Linked DNA regions of Oryctolagus cuniculus: regions 1 and 2 are each linked to region 3. The links are chromatin contacts, called in public Hi-C and Micro-C maps. All regions are on one chromosome and are shown on one strand. The core of a region is the stretch at or near the end of the contact, and the rest is flanking DNA. Distances in the headings are between cores, read along the strand shown.

The links. Hi-C and Micro-C count contacts between places; a contact is called where the count stands out from the background.
Region 1: a contact with region 3 is called in a Micro-C map of ear pinna, with 10 times the contacts expected there. The contact joins the promoter of ZBTB10 here to the enhancer-like site in region 3. A contact is called at or near these places in 6 of 6 Hi-C or Micro-C datasets (ear pinna, embryonic fibroblasts, liver and 3 more).
Region 2: a contact with region 3 is called in a Hi-C map of an unstated tissue, with 4 times the contacts expected there. The contact joins the promoter of ZNF704 here to the enhancer-like site in region 3. A contact is called at or near these places in 3 of 6 Hi-C or Micro-C datasets (ear pinna, psoas muscle and an unstated tissue).

Annotation. Positions count from the first base shown.
Region 1 is chr6:106,000,077-106,004,264 of mOryCun1.1, forward strand. It overlaps ZBTB10 (zinc finger and BTB domain containing 10), which reads left to right and starts at 1,286. Exons shown (of 6, transcript XM_017341413.3): 1 at 1,286-2,389. The coding sequence starts at 1,400. It overlaps LOC127490727 (a long non-coding RNA gene), which reads right to left and starts at 733. Exons shown (of 7, transcript XR_011389489.1): 1 at 1-733.
Region 2 is chr6:106,382,422-106,387,124 of mOryCun1.1, forward strand. ZNF704 (zinc finger protein 704) reads right to left here and starts at 1,472. Exons shown (of 9, transcript XM_002710562.5): 1 at 496-1,472. The coding sequence starts at 1,014.
Region 3 is chr6:106,195,586-106,200,005 of mOryCun1.1, forward strand. ZNF704 (zinc finger protein 704) reads right to left here. Exons shown (of 9, transcript XM_002710562.5): 4 at 1,812-2,047. Among named protein-coding and RNA genes, the nearest start is that of ZNF704, 190 kb to the right of the region's middle. Within about 2 kb of position 1,911, at least 5 of the 8 cell types and tissues checked have an H3K27ac peak or open chromatin away from gene starts, as enhancers often do.

The DNA.
Region 1 (4,188 bases), core at 36-2,535, 200 kb before region 3:
AGAAGTATAAACACGAGCCGAGCCCTCTGATTGGTTGCCGGTGATGTAACACCCATGTCAATACTTCCCAGTGAACGCACGTGTTCGACCTTTTATTTAAATTTCCATTTCATCACGGCCGTCAAGACACTCGGGGCGGTGCGTTTTCGGCGAGAGGATGGTTGCCCCCGGGGCCCGAGGCGCTGCCCTGGCATCCAGGGCAGGCGGTGGTCCGCGGCTCGCCACCTCCTCGCCCGAGAGGCGCTCGCCCGCTCCAGTCTTTGTGAGGGGACAAAATAAGTTCACTTCCTCGGGCACCGCCATCCACACACACCCACACCCCCACCCACCGCACCCCACCCCACCCCACCCACCCCCAGCAAATGACAAGGCTGGAGCGCAGCTTCCCACCGCGCACTTATTTCCCAAAGTCCCAGGTGAACTCGTGGCGAGAGGAGGAAAACGCGCGTCCCGGGCGCGGGTAGGTGCCTGTGGGCAGCGGGGAGGCGGCCAGACCCTGACACTCGCCAGCTGTTTGTCCTCCGCGCAGCCCTGGCCCCGGCCGCACACGCCCGCCCCTCCCCGAGACCCCCAGCCGGCCGCCCGGCCTTTTGTCCCCCCGCCCCTCGGCCGACTTCCTTCCCTGCGGCCGCACCCCCGCCCCCAGGCCGGAGGCGCGGCCCGGCCCCTTTCCCGGTCCCCTGGCGCCCCCACCCCACCCCAGCCCAGCCCCAAGCCCAGCCCCCCTCCCCCAGCCCGGCCCCCACCCTTTCCCCCTCCAGCGGTTACTGCTACCCCGGTGCATTGTGGGCGCACGGTCCGTTGTTCATTTGCCATTCGACCTCCGCCAGGGCCTGGTCGGACGGAAGCGCTCCGCCGGCTTTATTGTCGGCTCGTTATGTGGCGGAGCCGGGCAGTTTAACGTGCCTCTCGTCCTCAGCGCGTCGGCAGCCGGCGGCGGCGGCGGCGGCGGGACTCCTCGGCGCGCCGGAGGAAGGATATCTGTTTGGAGGGTCGGTGTGTGCGCGCGGCGTAGAAGAGGGGGCAGCGGAGGGTCTCCCCGCACTCCGCCTCTCAACTTCGAAGGCCCCACGCGCCCCGGCTCGCTCCTCGCCTCTCCGCCGCCCGCCCCCTTCTCCGCGCGGGACGCTGCCCGGAGCGCAGCGGGGCGGGGGTGGAGGACGCGGAGAGCGGCCGGAGGCGGCGGCGGCGGCGGCGGCAGCGGACGCGGACGCGTGCGGCAGCCCCGGGCGCGAGCCGGGCGGGAGGGCGAGGCCGAGCCCCGCGAGACCGGAACGCCGGGGGCGGGGGCGAAGCGGAGGGGGAGCCGCGGGGAGCGCGCGGGACGCGGCCCGAGGCCGGGCGCGAGCCGGGGCACCGGGCGGCGGCGGCGGCGGCGGCGGCGGCGGCTGCGCGCGCCATGTCGTTCAGTGAGATGAACCGCAGGACGCTGGCGTTCCGAGGAGGCGGGTTGGTCACCGCCAGCGGCGGCTCCACGAACAATAACGCTGGCGGGGAGGCCTCGGCTTGGCCTCAGCAGCCGCAGCCAAGACAGCCCCCGCCGCCGGCGCCGCCCGCGCTTCAGCAGCCCAATGGGCGGGGGGCCGACGAGGAAACGGAATTGGAGGGCCTGGAGCCCCAAGACTTGGAGGCCTCCGCTGGGGCGGCCGCTGCTGCGGCTGCCGCGGCCGCCGCCGAGGAAGCTAAGGAGTTGCTGCTCCCCCAAGACGCGGGCGGCCCCACCTCGCTGGGCGGCGGTGGCGCGGGGGGCCCCTTGCTAGCGGAAAGGAACCGTCGGACTCTGGCCTTCCGAGGAGGCGGCGGCGGCGGGGGTCTCGGCAACAATGGCAGTAGCCGCGGCCGGCCCGAGACCTCGGCGTGGCCCCTGAGGCATTTCAATGGACGAGGGCCGGCGGCTGTGGAGCTGGAGCTGGACGCGCTGGAGGGGAAGGAGTTGATGCAGGACGGCGCGTCCCTGAGCGACAGCACCGAGGACGAGGAGGAGGGGGCGAGCCTGGGCGACGGCAGTGGGGCGGAAGGCGGCAGCTGCGGCAGCAGCAGGCGGTCGGGCGGCGATGGCGGGGACGAAGTGGAGGGCAGCGGTGTGGGAGCTGGCGAAGGAGAGACTGTCCAGCACTTGCCGCTCGCGCGGTCCAAGTCCCTAATGCAGAAGCTCCAGTGCTCCTTCCAGACCTCCTGGCTAAAGGATTTTCCCTGGCTGCGGTATTCCAAGGATACTGGCCTTATGTTTTGCGGCTGGTGCCAAAAGACCTCCGAGGATGGGGGCAGCGTGGACCTGCCCCAGGTGGGGCACGATGAGCTTTCTCGAGGGACCCGCAACTACAAGAAAACCCTTCTCCTGAGGCACCACGTCTCTACCGAGCACAAACTCCACGAAGCCAACGCCCAGGTAGGCTAGAGCTCGCGCCTGCCTCTTTTAGGGGGAAGATTCCTTGGCTAAACCACCCATTCCCCTGAGCGAGGGCATCGCTCCCGTTGAGAGGGGTGCGGGGAGCCTTCCGCGTGGGGGTTTGGAAAGCCTGGGAACAAGTTTGCAAAAGTTGTGTATGTGGTGTGGGGGGAGGGGAACGGAATGACAATTTTCTAATCGTACCGCTGACTGTGTTTTTATGTCTTTATGACTGAGATTTCTTTGCTCTTGGGATTGAATCCAGTAGAAGGTTTTGAAAAAGTAGGTTGAAGGTTTTAGTCTAAAAGGATGACTTCGGGTCATGTATTTTATTAGCTGTGATTTTAGCGAAGCCGCCTTATGTTCGTAGAGGTTTAGTGTACTGCTGGAAGTCAGATCTGGCAACTGAAGAGTGGATTAGGCAGAGTTCCCTAAACCTGGCAATACCTCTCCCAAGAAACCGTCTAGCCGAAAGAGTTCTTCCATTAGAGCACGATAATGTGAAGTGTCAGAACTGTATGTAAATGTTGGGGAAGCTATTTGAATAACTCCTTTCTCATGTGAGTAATTTTACTAAACTCGTCTCGGCTGAACTTGTTGAACTTTCTTACCAAGACTTGCTTGTGGTAAACTGTCGTAGCTTTGACCTGTGTACTTCTATCCAGATTTCTGTGCTGAGAGTCTTCTATAGCCTTCTTTTTCAGAAACGTTCTTGTAAATCAGTTTACATTGAGTACTTTAAACTTAGCGTGGGAGATATTTAGTATGCAGTTTTTTTGGATCAAGTAGTTGATTTGAACTGGTAGGGAATTTTTTTTTTTGACCAAATTCTTGAAAACCCCAGTCTTTAGCTACAAATCAAGTAAGCTGTACTTTAGTTCTTAGTCCTCGTTTTAACATTTCTAGTCTAAAGATAGTAGCCTAACCATCAAGCCAAAGATGTTGATCAGCCCGTTTTTTTTTTCTTCTGACTTTTACAAAAAGATCCATGAATGTGGATGGAAATCATTCTTTTGTAGCCAAGTCATTGATTTTAGAAAGTCAATTCTCATATTTGTCCCTTGGTGTGTTGTTTATTGGCGTGATCTTGCGTTCAGCACCCTTGTAAGGGAGTTAGTTAGGCACACCAATAACCACACAGACCCAGTACAGAAGATTCTCAGAAGTTGGGGCTTTCACTGAAAAAGCATAGGGTTATTATTCCTATATACTTCAGATACAGTTTTGGGGTTTTTTTCTTTCCTTGCAGATATTTAGTTGCTTAAACCCTAGGAGGAAGATCATTTAAAGATACAAGCCCCAGAAAGGTTAAGTAAATTGTCCTAAGTCTTAAGAGTTCTGGGTGGCAACTGAGACTAAAGCCTATAAGGAGTGTCGTAATGGAAAAAGAATGGGTTTGGAGTAAATCTGGGTTCAGATCTCAGCTTTCTGCAGTTGCTAGCTTTGTGAGCTTGGGCAATGAAGTGAGATAGAGCTAACATTTTTCTTGTTTTTCTGTGTGCCAGACACATTTACTGTGCAAAGTGTCTTTGTTTCCATTTTATAGAAGAGGAGTCTAAGGCCTTAAAGGGTTAATTAACATGCCTGGTGTTATTCAGTAAAATACTAAATAGGTGGGGGACCTGTGAAAATTAAAACTTAAATTTCCACATAATGTTGAGTTGGTTATCTAAAAATTTTTAAAGACAACAGAAATGAATTAATATACAGTGGGCCAGTTAGTCCTTATCAGCACAGTCTTTCGATGTAGGCGAATCTGAATGGGAATGCAAATTATAATTAGCTGCTTCGTGAACCTG
Region 2 (4,703 bases), core at 222-2,721, 190 kb after region 3:
GGGAATGGAAACTCATCCACACTACTTCCTGGGTGGAAAAAGAGGCTGGGAGACTGAGAAGTGAAGCGGCTTGTTGTTTCAATTAAAAAAAAAAAAAAAAAAAAAGCCCTTAGAATAATCAGGGCACACTCCCGCTTCCGTGGGGAGAAGATTCACAGCCCACTCTGCTCAGCCTTACCCGTCCCCACCAGACGCAAACCCGCATCAACCTCGTCCCATCTCCAAGTTCCTCACCCGGGGAGAAGGGAGAAGCGTTCTGTTCCCGCACCGCTGCGGCCCTTGGAGGAACCCCGGAGCGGCCGCCTCGGGGAGGTGCAGGCGGCCCGAGGCGCAGGCAAATCAACAGTTCCTTCGCCCGGCCCCGCGCGGCTGCCGGCGGCGCCGGACACACCCCTCCCGGCCCCGGCCTCCGCCTGGCGCTCGCCCGGGAACCCCGGCCCGTCCCACTCCCGGGGCCAAGCGGGTCCCACGCGCGCTACCGCAGCCCGCACGCACCTTGAGCGCGCCCCGGGCCGGGCCCTTGGGGACCGCGCGGCAGGGTCCGAGGGGCACGAAACGCTCCTCGCCGTCCTCGTCTTCGTCGTCCACCACCTCGACGACCACCTCCTCGTCCTCGTCTTCCTCGTCGTCATCCTCCTCCTCCGCGCCCCCTCGGGGCTTCTCCTCCACCGGCCCGAGCCCTCGCCGCCGCCGGCTTGCGCCCTCCTCGTCCTCGTCTTCCTCCCCGAGAAGCAGCAGCACCGGCGAAGAGGCAGCAGCGGCGGCGGCCCCGGTGGCCCGAGAGGGGCCGGTCCCGGCGCTGCGCGGCGGCGGCAGCGGCGGCCTCCAGCTCTCCGCGGCCAGGGCCGGGGCCGGGGCCGGGGCCGGGGCCAGAGCCGGGCCCGGGGCAGGGGGCGGGAGCCCCGGCAGCGCAGCTTCCTTGGCGGGCGCGAGCGCGGGCCCGGCCGGCTGCAGCGCGGCGCCCCCGCGGCGGCTGCCCAGGCTGGAGCGCTTGGCCAGACGCCGCGCCTGCATGCCTGAGCGCGGGGCTGCGGGCCGCGGGGCCGCGCTGGAGAGTTTGTCACCTCCGCTTCCTTCCCTGCCGGCCGCTGTGGCCGCAGGCGCCCAGGACTAGGGGCTGCAGGAGCCGCCTCCCTGGGCTTGCAGCTGCCACTGGCTGCAGAGGCGCGGGCGCCGCCTTCGCTGGACCGGCCCGCGGGGACGCCGGCGGCCGGCGGCTACGGCGGGGCGGCGCGGCGGCCGCGGGCGGGGGTGGGTGTGAGCGAGCGGCGCGTTGCCGCCTCCGCCTCCGCCACCGCCGCCCGAGAGCCGCGGGCCGAGCTGCGCTCCATGCGGCCGGCGGCCGGCCCGGCGCGCGCCTCTTCCCGGCCGCTGCGCCCGCGCGCTCCGGGCCTACCGCGGGCGTCCCTGGGCGCGAGCTGTTTGTGCGGTGTGTTTTCCTCCACCGCCCCCCTCTCCGCGAGCCATTCCTCGCAGCCCTCTGGTCCCCCCCTCCCTCCCCGTGCAGACAAAACCCGGACTGGATTGACTTCCCCTACCCGCAGTCTCCGAAAACCTGGCGCTTGCATGCGGTTGGCCGGGACGCGGGAGCCCACGCGTCACCCTGAACCGGTTCTTTTCCCTGGACGGAGGAGGGCAGGCGTGGCTGGAACCAGGGTCGGACACTTGGGACGGAGGGCTTTGCTGCTCGTCGTTTGAATTGGTCTCCGATGTGTTTGGCGACTACTTTGCGCGCCCCTGTGAAATCAGGGGGACGTGTGTTGGACGTGTTGGGGTCGGTCTCTAACGCGAGCCATCGGATCATTCTGAGACACCCCCATTCCAAGACCCTGCCTCTGGCGTGGTCCTGGCCTGAAGTCTTTCTGCTGCTACTGCTTTCTGCATTCTGCCTCCAGGGCCTGAGCCTGGTGGCCAAAAGATATCAGCTGTCTCCATGCAATTTGTAGGCTCTCTGCTGGCTTCCTCCAGGCCTTTGAAAGACACATTAGGAGTGGGGGCTCAAGATTGTTAGGTTTCAAAAAATTAATACCCGCAAATCAAGCACATAGCCACTTTCCTATCCAGTTCACGACTTTGCCACTGCCTGAGGACTTTCAGCTGTGACTGAAGAAACTTGTTTGCTATTCTTTAGGGACTAGGCTAGGTAACCATCCCCTTTGCCTCCAGATTAGACCCCAAGTGGCAGCCCGGAGAGGCAGGGCTGGGAGAATCAGGTTCGTCACACGCCCTAGCGGGCCACCTCCAACAGGACACCGTGCATGGTGTCCTCGGCTCAGATAATTACTGTTGGAACCTTCCCATCACCTGCCCTGGTAGCCACTTGAAGAGGGCTCATTAAATGCTCACTTAGATGTCTTCCAACTGTTGAACAGGGAGGATGACAGAGATTCTGAAATGAAATTTTTGTTCTCCCTGAATCAGATTAACTTCCTGATGTACCTATTTCAGGTAATGACACTCTCATTAAAATCATTCAGGCCCAGAATAGCGGTATCGTTTTAACTCCCTTCTCGATCGGATCCCTAGAGGCAGGTGCCCGCAAGTCCAATCCATTGTTCTCTCTGAAATGCCTCTTCTGCTCCCCAAGCTCCCAGAGCATTTTGTGCCTTCAGCCGGAAAAGTTTTTAACAGTTACAGGCACCCAGTTTCTCACCCAGACCCCCTCCCTGCTGTGCCCCCTTCAGGCACCACCCATGGATTCTTACTCCCAAGACCCTATCCTGATCGTGGCATTTTGTGGTTGAACTTTTCCTTTGGAAACATTCCATGCAGGAATTCAGGAGATGGGTATGTCCGGTCATTAAAGTGGTTTTGTTTTCATTAGGAGAAACAATTTGGTTGATTTGGAAGGTGGGAGAAAAAGATTTAGGGAGAGAAAGCCTGGTCACTCTTTTGACCAGGAAGAGTCAAGCGCAGGGGCACAAATGGTGGGCAGACAGGTGTAGGAAAAGACGGTGGAAGAGAATGAAGGTGAAGCAAGTGAGCTAGTAATTAGGCTCAGGGCCTAGGGAGCCCGAGAGCCTGCACCTGCACCTGCACCCTGGCTCTGGAACTTGCTGGCTGCCTGCCCTCACAATGCCTCAGTTTTCTCATCTGTAAAACTGAGATAATGGAGATAATAGTAGTACCTGTCTTACGTGTGAAGTTGTTCTGTAGACTAACGAGTTAATGCATGTCATCAGCTTACAAGGGTGCCTGGGGCAAGGTAAGGTCTATATAAGGGCTTGTTATATGAATATATTTGTAGTGATTTATAGACATGGTGGCTAGGGATACTCTTGGTGAACAGCAAAGTTGTTCTCCTTTAAGCGAGCTCAGAAATGTCAATCACTAGCAACATATGCTTTTTTAAGATTTATTTTATTTATTTGAAAGGTAGAGTTACATGGTTGGGGGAAGCAGATGTTCGATCCACTGGTTCACTCCCCACATAGCTGCAACAACCTAGGCCGGAACAGGCCAAAGCCAGGAGCTTCATCCAGGTCTCCCACGTGGGTACAAAGGCCCCGGGCATGTGGGCCATCTTCTGCTGCTTTCCCAGGTGCATTAGCGGGGAGCTGGATCAGAAACAGAGCAGTTGAGAATCAAACCAGCTCCAATGTGGGATGCAGGCATTGCAGGCAGGAGGTTTAACCTGTTATGTCAAAATGCCAGCCCCAAAACATGCTTTTAAAATGCAGCTTTTAAAATGTTGTCAGGGGGCAGTAGTCTGGGGAGGAGGTGTTTAGCCCAGTGGTTAGGATGCCCACATCCCCAAGGATAAAGCTCTTTTGTGTCTGAAGTTGCTAGAGATGAAAGTAAATGTTTTCCTGGGAACTGAGAGGAAAGGCAAAAGTTACCGAATGAGTGATTGTGTTTGTGGTTCCGTGGAAGGTAGTGCACTGTTGTACTTTCAAAATTGCATCCATACTTTAAGATTGGCTGGTTTGGGGGGCCGGTGCCATGGCTCACTTGGTTAATCCTCCACCTGCGGCACCAGCATCCCAATATGGGCTCCGGGTTCTGGTCCCAGTTGCTCCTCATCCAGTCCAGCTCTCTGCTGTGGCCCGGGAGTGCAGTGGAGGATGGCCCAAGTGCTTGGGCCCTGCATCCGTGTGGGAGACCAGGAGGAAGCACCTGGCTCCTGGCTTCAGATCGGCGCAGCACGGCTGTGGCCGCCATTGGGGAATGAACCAACAGAAGGAAGACCTTTCTCTCTGTCTGTCTGTCTCTCTCTCTCTCTCTCACTATCTATAACTCTACATACATGTCAAGTAAATAAAAAAAAAAATTGGCTGGTTCCCTTTCTCAGGCCACCTCAATGGAGCCCATACACATCCCTTTCCTGGCTCTACAGAGCTAGCAAAGTCTGCCCTCCAAGCAAAAAAAAAAAAAAAAAAAACAAAAAACCAAGAAAAAACTTGACGTTGTGATGCAATGGGTTAAGCTATCACTTGCAATGCCAGTATCCATAAGAGCTCCAGTTCTGAGTCCTGGCCACTCCACTTCCGATCCAGCTCTCTGCTATGGCCTGGGAAAAGAGTGGAAGATGGCCCAAGTACCTGGGCCCCTGGATGAAGCTCTTGGCTTCTTGCTTCAGCCTCACCCAGCCTCAGCTGCTGTGGCCATTTGGGGAGTGAACCAGCAGATGGAAGATCCATATCTCTCTCTCTCCCTTTAACTCTCCCTGTAACTCTGCCTTTCAAATAAATATTATTTTTAAA
Region 3 (4,420 bases), core at 661-3,160:
AAGGCGGAGGATTAGCCTATTGAACCACGGCTCCGGCCACAAGTTTCATCCTACTGCGATCACCCAGGGGAAACTCGGAGTTCCAGTGGAGGGAGAAATCAGGAAGAGAAGGATGGGCATCGTTCTCATTCCTGCACTCGCTCCTAGTACGCAGGCAGCATGCTGTGAAGCAGGCCCGTGCCTTCAGACAGATGCCACTTTGCAATGAAGCTTTTCGGTCCTTTTCCTTGGTGACCTAACTGTCCCTTAGGCCTGTTGACCTTCAGTAAGAGTCTGACCAATGCAACTTAATTGTAATGCACGACGCACAGTTGGCTCAGCATTGCAGGTTAGACATATACATTTGGAATGGAAGGCTGTGACAGGTTTCAGGAATGTCCCTTCAAAGCACTAGGGACTCTCTCTGCTGTGAGTCCTGGCCCTAACATTATCAGCCTTTGCTTTATGAGAGTCAGGTGACCCAAGAGGAAAAGGCTGCGCAGCCTGAAGCACCAGGTCCACACTGGTGTCTTGCCTGCAGCTACCCACTGATGTGAGTGGCAGCTTCTGTCCCTGACTGGCCAAGTGAAAATCTAGTATCCCTGGGGACACACAGGGTGCCAGGACAACTCCGGTCCCCTGCAGGAGGGACTGGAGTGAAACAGCAACTCCTCAAGGCCACTGCCAGTGGGAAGGAGAGGGGGCTACATCCGTGTCCTCTTCTTTGGGCAAAAAAGTCAGCCCTTCCTTACGTGGACCCACTCGGGGAACACCTGTACCCCTGCAACCCAGGCGGTGCGGCACTGAGAGACGCAGGGAGGGAAGGTGTTGGATCGAAACCCTCGCTTTGTTCTCTTTGAACAAATTGGGGGAAGAAAAAAAGATTGCGTTGTGGTCCTCAGGGCTCTGCCTTGGAATTCTGCTTGTGAATTAGTCATTCATAACGAAGCTTTCGATACAACACCCAAAAACCATCCCAATAACAGCCTCATATTTACATGGTGCTGTTAAAAATAATGTCAAAATGTTTCCGAGATGCAGGGAAATCAGAAATGCTTTTGAAAACTGCAGTGACCACAATAATTGCAAAGCAGCGGGAGAGAAGATAGGGAATAGGAGCCTTAGGTCCAGGAGGCTCTGGGTTGGAAGGCGGCTCAGGTCCTGCCTCCTTCCATGGTAGGCACGAGGTAAGTGCCCGCTCAGCTTCCTCCTGACAAGATGGGAACAGAACACTTCCCCTACAAGACAGCAGCGAGAATTAAACAAAGGCACAACCTGTTACTTTATTAAGTCAGTTAATCAGATCTCCCTTCCCACTTGTATTTAGTAAGTATGTGCTCTGCGCTGTGTATGCACTTCTGTTTACATGTCAGTTTCACGTATGTTTCACATTCCCTTCCATTAACTTAACTGAAGCCTATGTTTCCTCCCCAGCCTCCAGGGCTGGTTGAAACAGGAAAAGAGAAAAGACATTAACTACATTTCGCATATGAAAAAAAAATAAGTCCCACAGAGAGAGTGAGTTAATTACCCAGCCAAGCCGGAAGTGCTATTTTTTTTTACCTTTCACATTCTGCTAAGTCCTAGATTAGCCGCGTGTAGCCAGAGGATGGGGCATGTCAACTTTGAGGGAACCTGTTCATGTTTTAGTCACTTGTATTTGTCCTCATTCACGACCCTGCGTTCCCAAACTGGGGCAGCACTCAGCGCTCGCGTCCATCACAAGGGGGCGTGGGTGGGCAGTCGCCCCCCAGGAGGAGCCCGGGGTCCGGGGCTCGGCCATGCGAGCGCGGGCGCGGCTGAAACAGAAGACGCGGCGCCCCGACACCAACCTTTCTCTTCCTGGGGATGGGCTCGTCGAAGAGCAGGTTGCCGGCCTCCGCCTCGTCGATGCCGTCGTCCGGAGGCGGCGCGGGGCTGCGGAAGGGCTTGAAGCTGTCAGCCGAGAGCGGCGGCGATGGCGTGGACGGGTTGGACTGGTCGCTGGGGGCGCTCCAGCTCCAGTAGCCGCTGCTGCTGCTGCTGGAGGGCACGCCGCCGCCCTCTTTCCAGGATCCGCTCAGGCCCTCTGCGCGGGACACAGACACAGCGTCAGCGGGCGGGGGGCAGGGGCACCTGCAGCCTCCGCATCCCACTCAGCCTCTGGGAATGCAAGTGGTATTCTAGTTCTACATGGCCTCCCAAGGCACCCTGCAGCGGATGAACGTTTAGATATCCTAGCCAGAGGGTACATCTTCTGATGGGGGCTGCACTGAGATCACTTGTTCCTTGGCATGATAATGAAAAACAAAAAACCAAAAATCAAAACACATAGACGGTCTCGCTCACTCAGTTTGAGGAGCTCTGAATTTATGGACTGCAGCTTTTCTAAGTCAGGGGTATTATTTGCAGTGTTGTTCCAAATTGTTCATATAGTCACTCTCATGCCAATTTCAACTTTTTTTTTTTTTTAAGGGTTTCACATAGGACTGTGAGTGATTCTTGGGATACATTTATAGGAAGTTCCCTTAAGATTTAAAAATGTAAGAGAAATAATTTCCAGATGGCTATCAGAGGCCATTGGCCATGCTGCTGATCAGAACAAATACCCACAACAATACTGTACCTTTAATGAGGGTTTTACACCTTACAAAGCTCATTCGTACACTCTCTAGCATTTTGACAGGCTCTGCCTCTCAGAGTAAAGGTGAGTATTCCCATTTTACAGATGTGGACACTGAGGCAGCGCCTAGTAATTAACCCAGGTCTGTTACAGGTCCTTTTCCCGTAGTGCCCCTGGGCCCTTGGAGGTGAGCATCCTATATCCTCATGGCCACAGGGGATGGGGTATGCATTTCCCACATTAAGTACTGACTGGGGTTGCATTTCACCTTTCCTGTTGGGGTGGAAAACACTGTGCATTGTTTGCTAATGGGGGAGGGACTTCTGCCCAGTTAGAATGTCTTTGGGGGACTTTAGGAATCACTGGAAATTTGCTTTACCTTTCAAGATGCAGAATCTTAATTAGCATTTGCATAAATTCTACTTTCTCATTGGATAATTTTTCCTCCATAATCGTGTACATTTTTATTGTATTAAATGTATTGAATGCATTAAATGAATGTATAAAAACTACAAGGAAGAAAAAAAGCCCCCAAATGCCCTATTAAAAAAATACTGTACTCAGTAATGAAGTAAAGACAAATGGTAGGCTAGAATTCATGGAGAAATGTCTTTTCTATTTTTTAAAAAATGGTTATTTATTTATTTGAAAGGCAGAGCGAGAGAGCGAGAGAAATCTCATAGCAACTGGGAAGAACCAGGCAGATAACACAGTCTGGGTTTCCTAAGTGGGTAGCAGGGACCCACGTACTCCCACCATCACTTGCGGTCTCATAGGGTGTCCATTAGCACCTGGAATTGGAAGTGGAGCCGGGATTTGAACCTAAGCACACTGGTGTGGGATCTGGCCATCACAAGCGGCATCTTGATTGCTATGCCAGTGCCAGGTCTCGTGAAGAAAGTTCTTTCCTCCTCTTTTTTTTTTTTTCCAGGTTTATTTATTTATTTGAAAGTTAGAGTTATATAGAAAGAGAGACAGAGAGAGATCTTCCATGTGCTGGTTCACCCGCCATATGGCTGCAGTAGCCTGGGTTGGGTCAGGCTAAAGCCAGGAGCCAGGAAATTCATCCAAGTCTCCCATGTGCAGGGGCCAAACACTTAGGCCATCTGCTGCTTTTCCCAGGTCATTAGCAGTGAGCTGGATCAGAAGTGGAGCAGCCAGGGCTCGAATCAGTGCACTTATGGGTGGGATGCCGGCGACACAGAGGCAGCTTTATCCACTATGCTATGCCAGCCCCAAGACATTTCTTAACTTCCTTCATCTGTTTAGGGATTTCCAGCATATTTCTCAACAATGTTAAGCAAAAAGTTCAGTTAGATGAATGAAGACTGAAGTTGAAATAGGAGAATTAAGTTACTGATTTCATCACATCAAGGTTCTTGTAGAATCAAACGGTCATTTATTCAGGCTCACACCTTTCCAGCATAACAAAACCAAATTAGTATTTCACTCCCTACAGCCTGCACAGAGCCGGATACACTCCCTGGGCTGGAGCTGGCTCTTAGAAACAAGAAAGCTCCTCCCTTCAATTTAAAGGACTTCCAGAGGATCCTTATACAAGTCCGTAGGTGGTTTTACCTGATGTGAAAAGCTCATTTGGCAGGCCCAGGTGGCTTATAAAGATACCATAGCAGGCGCTTGTAAAATAGAATAATAAAGTTCTTGGAGCTAGATGTGTGATCCTGTTAAGTAGGTGGAACTGAGTTTATTTTGAGAACCAACCATTGTGGTGGTGTAGTAACATCACTTCATGTCAAAGTAAAAGTTAATTTGCTTCCAGGTTTATGAATGGCATCTCCTTTAGGAATATTATTAAATCAGAAGGGCAGAGTGATGTTG